Linked DNA regions of Manis pentadactyla: region 1 is linked to region 2. The links are chromatin contacts, called in public Hi-C maps. All regions are on one chromosome and are shown on one strand. The core of a region is the stretch at or near the end of the contact, and the rest is flanking DNA. Distances in the headings are between cores, read along the strand shown. Region 1 holds the start of NXN (nucleoredoxin). Region 2 holds the start of TLCD3A (TLC domain containing 3A).

Region 1 (5,142 bases), core at 1,242-3,741, 220 kb after region 2:
ACAACTTCCTCGAAAAACTAGACTTGTTTTACACAACAAAGTGAACTATAGTATGTGAGCAAAAAATTAAACTTAAAATGCTAATACACCATGGTTTGGGCATGTGCAGCACTGTGAACTGCATTTTCAAATGAGGGACTGCCTTCTGCCATTCTCTCACCTTGAGAGACATGCTAGACTCTCATCTTGGCAGAATTAGTAGGTCCAGTTTAGAACCACAGACCACTTTTTTTGTGCAAAGAGGCTGGCTAAGGCTTGGGGAAGCAGGCATGGCCTATGTCAAATCAAATACTATTTTTGAGAAAAAGCGTTAAGCATTTGCAACACATCTCAATTTGCTCCATATGTTTACTGTCCAGCAAATTTACTTCCCCCACTGTGAAAAACACAATAGGCCTGTGGTCTATAACATTTTTACCATCATTGTATATTTGCAAAAGCTAGAAATCATCTGTCCTGCCCAATAAGGACATTATTTTACACAGCCGGTCTACAATAGAAACTTGCCATAACAATGAAAACATTTTTTGGTAAATCACTTTCTGAACATTTCCTCCCCCAAAGGATCATAAAAACAACCACGGAGGAAAACAAAGGATCACATATTTTAAAGCAAAAAGGACTGGCCATTCATATTCATTCACTCTCAAGCATATAAATCAAATATGGGCAAAATCACCTCAACAGTGGTTAAAATGCCAGAGTTTTGCCTGTGTGTGGTTAGTGAGACCATGTTTTTCCAATGTTAAATTTACAAACTGTATTTGTTAAACTGTATTTCATACTTTAAATCCCAGGTCTGTACCTTACAGTGCTTCAGAATGGATGATTTACTCAAGACATTTGGGGTCACAATATAAGCCTTTTGCTCTAAATTTAAATCATGCTTCTCAACAAGATTCCATACACATAAAAGAAACACATGGCATGCCCTTACCATCCTCCCTAGAGAAACCTAAATTCCCCCAGAAGAACCCTTCTTCCCTCCACTCCATAAATTCAGACTCCCCTCAGAAAGGGAGGACCGGGATGAGTATAGGCATAGTAATTAACAGCGCTCCAAAACTTTTTGTTTCGATTCATAACATTTCCTGAATTCGTTTTATGAAAACAGACATCTCATCCAACAGATAGTCAAAAACCCAAACTAATTTCGGCAGCAAACTGGGACCAATGAGAAGGTGACAGCCAAGTACATGTTTCCCCCAGGCCTGCTTCTTCCGGCTACTCTGCACCTGTGGGGTCGGTGCAGCATTTAATCTAATGCCATGACCACAGTGGCCCACCAACCAAGCAACTAAGAGCCGCACGGACGGGTCTGTTCCGGTGCCTGGGAGGCATCTGGGGAGAATGGCAGGACAGCCAGACAATGAAAAGCTCCCCGGTGGCCACCAGTTCAGCCGGGGCTACGGAGGGAGGGAGAAGGGGAGAGGAGTGAGCTGCCTCCTCCCGCAAAGCCACGGTCAGCGGCTGCCTCCCCGGGGCGCCGGGCTGCCTGACTTCGGCCTCGGCCTCCGGGTCCCGGGTTACAGGGGGCGGGGGCCCCAGGAGAGCAGATTCCCTGGGAAAGAAAGGAAACTTCCTGGTGTGGGCATTATGGGAAGGGGGCTAGGCCCTCCCCCACCCACTACAGGTATCCGCGGGGAGAGTAGCGGCGGCTGCGGGAAGGAAGCAGCTCCTCCCCGCGCCTCAGGCAGGGGGGGGTGACGGAGTCCGGGTGCCCAGACGCGGCCACCCCCTAGGCGAGACTCCCAGCATGTGGGGCCCGGGCTCGCGACTCCTCAGGTCGCAAGCCGGGGTCAGGAGCCGAGAGATGTCAAACTTCCCCCGGCGGGCGCGGCCTGGCACCGGCACAGAGGAGTTGCCACCCCCAGCCCGGCGGGGTCTTGGGATGGGAGGCGGCACAGGCAGAGGAAGGGAACACTGAGGCCAGAGGAGCGGGGATACGGGGGGGGGCAGAAGGTGCGGACCCCGCTCCCGGGGCCGCGCGGGCTGCGCACCCAGGCCGGGGGCGCCGACGAGGCCCGCGCCGCTCACCTTCCTGTGCTTTTCCTTGTAGGGCAGCGCCAGCCACGGCATGTCCCGCACGAAGTCCTGCCACTGCCGCTGGTCCTGGTCCGAGGACACGAAGACGATCTCCAGGCGGCGCCGCGACTCGGGCTCCGCGGCCGCCCCGGCCCCCGGCCCCGGCCCGGCCGCCGCTTCCCCCCGCAGGCGGCCGTAGAAGGCGGCCAGGCTGCCGCTGAGCTGCGCGCAGGGGGCGCTCAGGCTGCAACCGAAGTAGAGCCCGAGCAGCGAGATGCCGCGGGAGCCCAGCGAGTGCACGTCCACCTCCTCGCCGCTGCCCGTCACCAGCTTCTCGCCGAGCAGCTCCTCCAGGAAGCCCGACATCCTGGCCCACCGCAGCCCGGGCACGCGGGCGGGCAGGCAGCGGCGACCCCGCTCCCTCTGTCCGCGCGGCGGGCGGCGGCGGCGGGCGCGGGAGAGAGCCCCGCCCACCCGGCCGCCCTCGCCACGCCCCCTCCGGGCCGCCCTCGCCACGCCCCCTCCGTGGCCGTCCTGGGCCGCGCGGACGGTCGGCGCCCTGTCCGCGGCAGCCGAGGGCTTCCACCGAGCGGCCGAAGTGCTCGGCGAACAGCCCTGCGAGGAGGCTGGCCGGAAGCGCCCTCTCGGACGGGAGTGCTCGGGGTCTACAGGAAACGAGGGCCCGCCGAGCCCGGCTTTCCGAGGCCGCAGTCCGCACTGGGTTGGACTTGCCCTCGCCCCTCCCTCCATTTCCTCTCCCCTCGGAATTACAAATTCTCTGCGGACTTCTCCAGGGACTACCCCTGTTCTCCGACCTGAGTTCTCTTCCCCTTCCTGTCCCTCTGCCTCCTTCCCTCGCTCCCCCTACACAAAGCCCAGCCCTTGGCCATTTCGTGCCGCACTGACCTCTCGCCGTGTTGACAGCCCTACCATCCTCACACATTATCACTTCATCAGGCTGCGTCCTGCTCGGCACGCACTTCTCTGTGTATATGTTTTGGGTGTGTTTTTGTCTACTGTGAGAGGACTCGAGGATGCCACCCCAGATTTCTTGTGTGGCTTCTGCTCTGGTGCAAGACACACATGAGGGAATCCATAAATACTTGTGGGTTGATGGCACGTCGCACTGTGGGAGTTCAGTCCCCATGTCCCCTAGGCCATTTCCCACCAGCGAGTGGCTCTCTTCCATCTCCACAAATGTGTGCAACAGATGCCACAACATCTTTAAATCAATGATGGCTGCTCTCCTGAATTGGTTCCATAGCTTATATCGATTGTTGATAGTTGAGAAAAATTCTAGGTTTGTTTTGTTTTGTCAGCTGGCAAGATGCTACCCTATGCTTAGAACCTGGATTAAACAGGTGGTCTGTGATAAGTCTTCCCGCCTCCTCTCACACAAACACACACATACAAAAAATCTATACCACACTCACCCTTTGTGGAGGACCTTCAGTGTGTGCCCGCCCAGCCACCAACAAGCCACTGAAAGGAGAAAGCGCCCCTTTCGCCCGGGTCCATCAGCTCTTTGGAAGCTATTTCCTGGGCATCTACCGCCATCTAGTGGAAAGAATGAAAATGAAGATGAGATCAACCAGACCCCAATAACGTGAAAAAAGATACTGGCAGTCACACACAATATTTGTTATTACTTAGCGGCTTTACACACACACACACACACACACATCCATAACATGCTTTATGAAAGTTCATTTAAGCCCCAGAATATAACTGCGAGCTTCTGACACAAACATAAATTTTCATGCCTAAAGTTTTCAGCTCAGTGAAATGTTACCACATAAATCATGAGAGGTGGAGGTAGAAGCCAAGAGTGGATGGGCAGTCTCTAAAAATTATGTCCACTTTTCTAAGTATCTACCTAACAGTGCTGCTCATTTCACAAGCAGAATCTTTGGATTGAGTTCTGCCTTTACACTGCCTTTACACAAAAACCCTACCACAAAGGCAAATTCCAAGTTAATTCTTAGAATATTATGCCAAATTTGGTGCTACTGTAGGGATAGTATCATCACAAAACACAGGGAAAGCATCATTTTTTGAGTGAAAATACGGTAAGGCTATTATCATAACAGACAGTAAGTTGTTACTAGAATCTTCTAAAATCCTGAAAATAAGCTAAAATGCTTTATCTCTTCATCTAAATCACGTTTGAATACCCATGGGTGGGTCTGCATTAGACATCATTGAAAGCACGTGAAAGATAGATTCCTACACTCTGACATTTTCAGATGAACACTGGAGATGTAAAAGAATGACAAGCATTTACATCCTATGGAAGCCAGAGGAGAAAGTACTTGGCATGGAGGTACAGGAGGACAGAATTTTGGGGATCGCAAATGTGGAGGATTGAAAATAGTGAGCTCATTATTAGAGTACTTAACTTTGGTATCCTAGGTGCAAGTCTGATATAAAGAGGAGGTTTGTTTGCATCTAACTTTTCTTATTTTACAGGAAAGCACTTTCCATTGGACTGTGTCCAAACCAGCATCTGGCACCTGGAAAGTGAGAGTTTGAACATACTGCACATGAAATATAAATAAAATTTTGAGAATTGTTGATGCAGCAGGCCTTGGTTAGAAGCCAAATATCGCAGCTGCTTTTTAAAGGGGTGTGGAGAGAGGGGATTTGCAATGGAAATTATTCCAAAATCATAATTCTAGTGGGTGTTTGTTACAAGAAGCCCAAGGAGACTCATTTGGCTTCCTGTAAAGAATAGCCAACATCCTTGGGCTTGCAGAAAGCACTTTCTCTGCTTATACAGTTCAAGAGACCCACTTAAAGAGAATATGCCTACTGGTATTCAGCTAGTTATGTTATATGAATTCACTAGCTATTCTGAAAATTATTATTGTTTTGAAATATGTTTTAAGAAGCCACAATATGCCTGACATTGTACAGAACATACACATTACAGAGTTTTCCTTTTGGGAAATTGCATTCTAAGACATGATATCACACAAAACAGGCACAGAATATATATTTGTCACCTTTTAAGAGTCATAAATCACATTTCTTGGTCTTAGGTATAGCAACATAAATGCACAAAGATGTATGTGTAAGGATATTTATTGATACACGGTTAAAATCAGAAAAAGACTA
Region 2 (4,689 bases), core at 2,172-4,671:
TTTAAGAATGGTCCTAGGATATGTACATATTTTGGGGGTACAGGCTTAAATTTTAGCCCAGTGAAAACTGGTTGTATGGGAAATATTTCTCTGAGAGGCACAAGCCTAGAGGACAGAGTTCCTTCAGGATCTTTGCTCTCCCTCCCCCTTCAGCCTCATCTCCTACCAGGCTATGCTGTGAACAGTGTTTCCCGTCTCTAAGCCTTTGCCCTGTGTTTACATCAGACTTCTTTCCCCTGATATTCTGGAAGATTTGCCTAGAGATTCATTCTGCCTAGAATTGTGTTCTGTCAGATTGCCATAAGCCTGGTTCCTTCATAAGAATCAGGACTCAGCTTAAAGGTTAGGTACCTCGGGGACACCTTCCTGACCACCTATCTAAAGGAGCTCCATGATGCTGTCATGCTCTATCACTGCACCTGTTTTCTATCATAGCATCAACCATACTTAATAATTTCTTGTTTACTTATTTGTTGATTTGGTTATTGTCTTCTTCCCACACTAGACCCCATGAGACCAGGAACTTTCCTGTTATATTTACCATTTCTCCCCAGTTTCTAGACAGTGCCTGGCACTTAGTAGACATTTAATAAATGATTGCTGAGTTTGACTAAATGAAGGAATGAATCTGTTAAGACTTGGCAGAGGGCTGCCTCCTCTCTAAGGTTCTCCTAGAAAGAACTATTCTTTTGCTCTTCACTACACTGTTATATACTTCTCCTACAGCATTCACCAGTGTGTCCCTGAACTTGATTATGTGCACTTCAAGGTCATGGACTGGGTTTTATTCACCTTTGTATCCCCAGTGCCTGGCACAGTGAATGACAACACCTGACAGGTGCCCAGGAATGTTTGCAGACTTAAAAATGAAAAACATACCAGATCTCTAGCTGACCTTTTTCCAAGTCTGCTGCTTTTAATTCTGGTCTACTTCTCACCTTAACACCCAAAATTAATTTTATTAAGAAAAAACCCACCTGTACACGATTTTGTTGGTTGGCAAATCACCCAACAAAGCAATATAAAACATAAAGTCCAAAAATTTACATCTTGAAAAAAATAGCAGTTAAAGTAGCTTTATGATTCAAGGCTTATCTTACCCACCTCACTCCCATTCTTCCCCATCAAATTTTTAAAAATTCTTTCCACTCCTGAATTTACTACAGAAAATTTGAGAGGACCCTACAACCTAAGGGTACAATCTCCAACAATATGGTCCCAATACAAAGAATCCCACTCTCATGCAACGACAGTATTTGGTATTAGCTAACTACCCCACCACCTTTTTTACAATGGAGTTTGATTTGAATTTAACTCTCACTTGTTTATCGAGGCACACCCTAGCTTATGTAGTATAACACAGCAGTCTTAACATTCAGGATAAGCCAGAAGCCTCTGAAATCAAGGAAACTCTATACTTACTTGCTCTGTTGGGAACAGGGTATTGATATACTCCACAGCATTGAAATCTGCTCGATCTAGAGGATCCTGGCTTGGAAATACCTATACAAGGACAAGGGATTAAAAATAACTGGCACCTTTCTGTCTTGTTTTATGTATTATTTTTTTCTTCCCTACTGGGTGGTAAAATTTTTGAAGGCAAAAACCACATATTTTTTCATTTTATAAGGCTTAACACACAACAGATGCTCAATAAAATATTTGTTTAAGCAAATCTTTAATTTTCACCAACTTCTGTAATTTTAATATATTGGCGCCACTAGCAAAACGTGTAACAGTGAAAAAGTTCCACAGGCATCAACAAAATCCCAAGGACAAGAAAAAATAAGCAGGCACTGTGCACTGTCAGATTAAAGCAGCTGATGACATGGTTATATTAAAGCAAGTCTTGGTAACAGATTTATGCACTACATCTCGATGATGTCTCAGCAGTAGAATTCATTATGCACTGAAGGAATTTTTATGCTTCAGACCATGTCAGGAAATGGAGAGCTGGCATTCAGGAACTGTCCATTTCTTTAGCAAAAGAAAGAATGCTGCCTTCTGAGAAATACAGGTAACTCCCTTCAATAGTTGCAACTTGAAGAACATGTAACAAGGTGGATTATAAAGCAGTCTTGTGATCCCTGGGTACTGGATACTGGATTTTACCAGTTCAGGATAGTTTTTCTGGGAAGCAAATTTTTTTTCCTGGTGTCTGCTTTTTAGATAAACCTATGCTAGAACTCAATCATATTAAGAAATAGCAAAAATGTGCTCTGCTAAAATCTTGGTCAAACAATAGCTGACTGCATTATTTGCTGCTTCTATGACGGTCCAAACAGCAAATGAAATGTATGTCTTCTTCTGGCCGATGGAGGTGGGAGGGGAACAGTGTGGCCTGAAAAACCAAACCCTCTGCCGAGGGTTCTGGTAGCCTCACAGTTTGTACCAAATATGCTTTGAATGGGTAATTCAACCATTCCTAGAAAAACACACATCCAAAAATCTTTATAAATGGGGCAATACAGATAAATTTCTTAGTGCTGTGGCAGACCCATGGTAAGTATTAATGCTCAATAAATATTAACTATTAGTAATAATAGTAGTAATTTCTTACTTTGAAAACCTTTCCAGTGGTTATTAAATGTGGTATAACCCTCCTTTTCTTAAATCATACCCTTATGCCAATTCTTTTAAGGGAAATTTTCCCCCTTTATCAGGAGCAATACCCTGATAAAGTACAAGGGTCTAAATCGTTATTTCGAATATCATTACTCTTAAAAACTCAACTTGCAAAGAGAATTTAGTCAACCAAGGAGCCCTGCAGGGAAGGGAGACCTCTGGGAATATTGTTCAATCTGACTCAGGCTATCAACAGCAGGAATTCTCAGCCTTTTAAGTGTGGTAAAGAGATCTGTTTTCAAACGATTCCCTTCTACTCTGCGATCTGCTTCAGAAGTTAAGGTTACCCCTCCCCTCAATTCCGAGTCCTTCACAAGAGGGCTAGGCTGAGAATCGGGCGCGGCAGCAGATCAGCCTGGTAAATGAATGAACAGACCCACAACGCCCCGAATCTGAGGTTACTACCCATCTTCTACGTTCATCCTCTGAGGACGCACAGCTCCTTTGCCCAAATCCACCAGGACGCCCCACTCTCCAAAGACAATCAAGGCCTAGAAAGAGCTCTCTCCCTCCCCTACACTCGAAAACCCCCTTCCGCCATCACCTCCCCCACAACCCTTCCTTTCCGGTCAGCGCCCAGCTCCCACCTCTCCGCCCGTAGACCGCTCCCTCCCCGTCTCACTCAGTTCCCACCCCTAACGCGGCCCCGTCCTCCGCACTCTCCTCCCCTCAGAGGGGCGGAACGCTCACCTGCTCGATGGCTAGCTGCACGTCGGGCGTGAGCTGCAGCACGGCCTCCAGCTCCTCCGCGAACTCCAGTTCTTCTTCCTCCATCATCCCGCAGCCCACCCCAACCGCGAGTCGATCCTCCAGCGGCCACCCAAGCCCCAGAACCGCAACCCTCCCGCGGCGGCGCTCAGGCGATCGCCGGCTCTGACAGCCAGCCCGGCACTTCCGGGAAGCCCGGCGCTTCCGGGATCCGGGGCAGTCTGGGATAGCGGAGGACTGACCTCTGATCGCCCGGAGGAGACGGTAGGGGCAGTCCCGGGAGACTCCCCATACCGCCCTGTAGTCCAGCGGCCCCTCCCTGCCCTCACCTCACCGAAGGCGGCGTCCCCTCACTGAGGGGCCTGGTGTTGGGGAGGACCTGGCCGTCCCGGCAGGATCCCCCTGCGGCGGGGTGGGGGAAGCCCCAGCAGCGTCGCGACCCACCGGGAGCAACCCTCACTGGCCGCGAAGCTGGCGACTCTCCGGCACCAGGGCCCCCTTGGTCAGTGACAGTAGGTGACCACCTGCCATCGGGGGAGAAATGACCCCAGCTGGTAAGTGGCGATCTTGCCAAGGATGATTTGTAGGATGAGACAGAGTCCACTTGACAGGAGTTCGTTCTCCGTGTGCCAATCTGTCGGCAGTTGTCTGCGGGTATCTGCAGCTTTCTACTCGAGGCGGGGGGTAAAAGAGCCTGATTAGGCAGAGCCCCGCCGCTGGGGAAATGTTTATGACACCCTTGAGTATCTGGAGTCTTAAGTCCCATTCCACGACTCATAAGCTGTGTGATCTTGAACAAATTACTCCGTCTGCCCTGCTTGCCATACCCAGTGGTGAGGGTTAAATATACAAAGCGCTATGCAATTTTAAGCTAGGGTATCTGGGACTTTGTACCACAAAGGGAAGAGGCCAGATAACCCTGTGGAACCACTTTTCCATCAGACACTTAAGACAATGAGAGAATTGCGGGCAAAGGAAGAGTTGTTTTACCAGTTAAACACTCTGAAACTCTAAGCTGGAAGAGTCCCTGGCTCCACTGAGCTTTTTTTTTTTTTTTTTAATTTTACCAGAATTGTTTATAGTAAAGAAAAGAGAGAAGCAATATAATTTCTAACAATAAAGAAAGGCTTAAAAATATAAATCGGCCATACAATGGAATATTAACCATAAAGTCATGATTTTGAAAATTATTTAATGACATGGAAAAATGTGCTTGATATATTACAGAAAGCAAAAAAGTACACCATGGTCCAGTTTATGTGTGCATGTATTTTGCACCTATAAAAATGATAGCAAGGAAATACTACTTTTAAGATAATGGAATATATTCTTTGTACATTTTCCTTAAATATCTAC

Evidence for each region. Hi-C and Micro-C count contacts between places; a contact is called where the count stands out from the background.
Region 1: a Hi-C map of skin fibroblasts shows a contact between it and region 2, with 8 times the contacts expected there. The contact joins the promoter of NXN here to the promoter of TLCD3A in region 2. A contact is called at or near these places in 2 of 3 Hi-C or Micro-C datasets (fibroblasts and skin fibroblasts).

What each region holds. Positions count from the first base shown.
Region 1 is chr4:141,964,957-141,970,098 of mManPen7.hap1, forward strand. It overlaps NXN (nucleoredoxin), which reads right to left and starts at 2,492. Exons shown (of 8, transcript XM_036906240.2): 1 at 2,038-2,492. The coding sequence starts at 2,391.
Region 2 is chr4:141,745,224-141,749,912 of mManPen7.hap1, forward strand. It overlaps TLCD3A (TLC domain containing 3A), which reads left to right and starts at 3,422. Exons shown (of 6, transcript XM_036906233.2): 1 at 3,422-3,887. It overlaps VPS53 (VPS53 subunit of GARP complex), which reads right to left and starts at 3,538. Exons shown (of 22, transcript XM_036906231.2): 1 at 3,316-3,538; 2 at 1,423-1,503. The coding sequence starts at 3,402.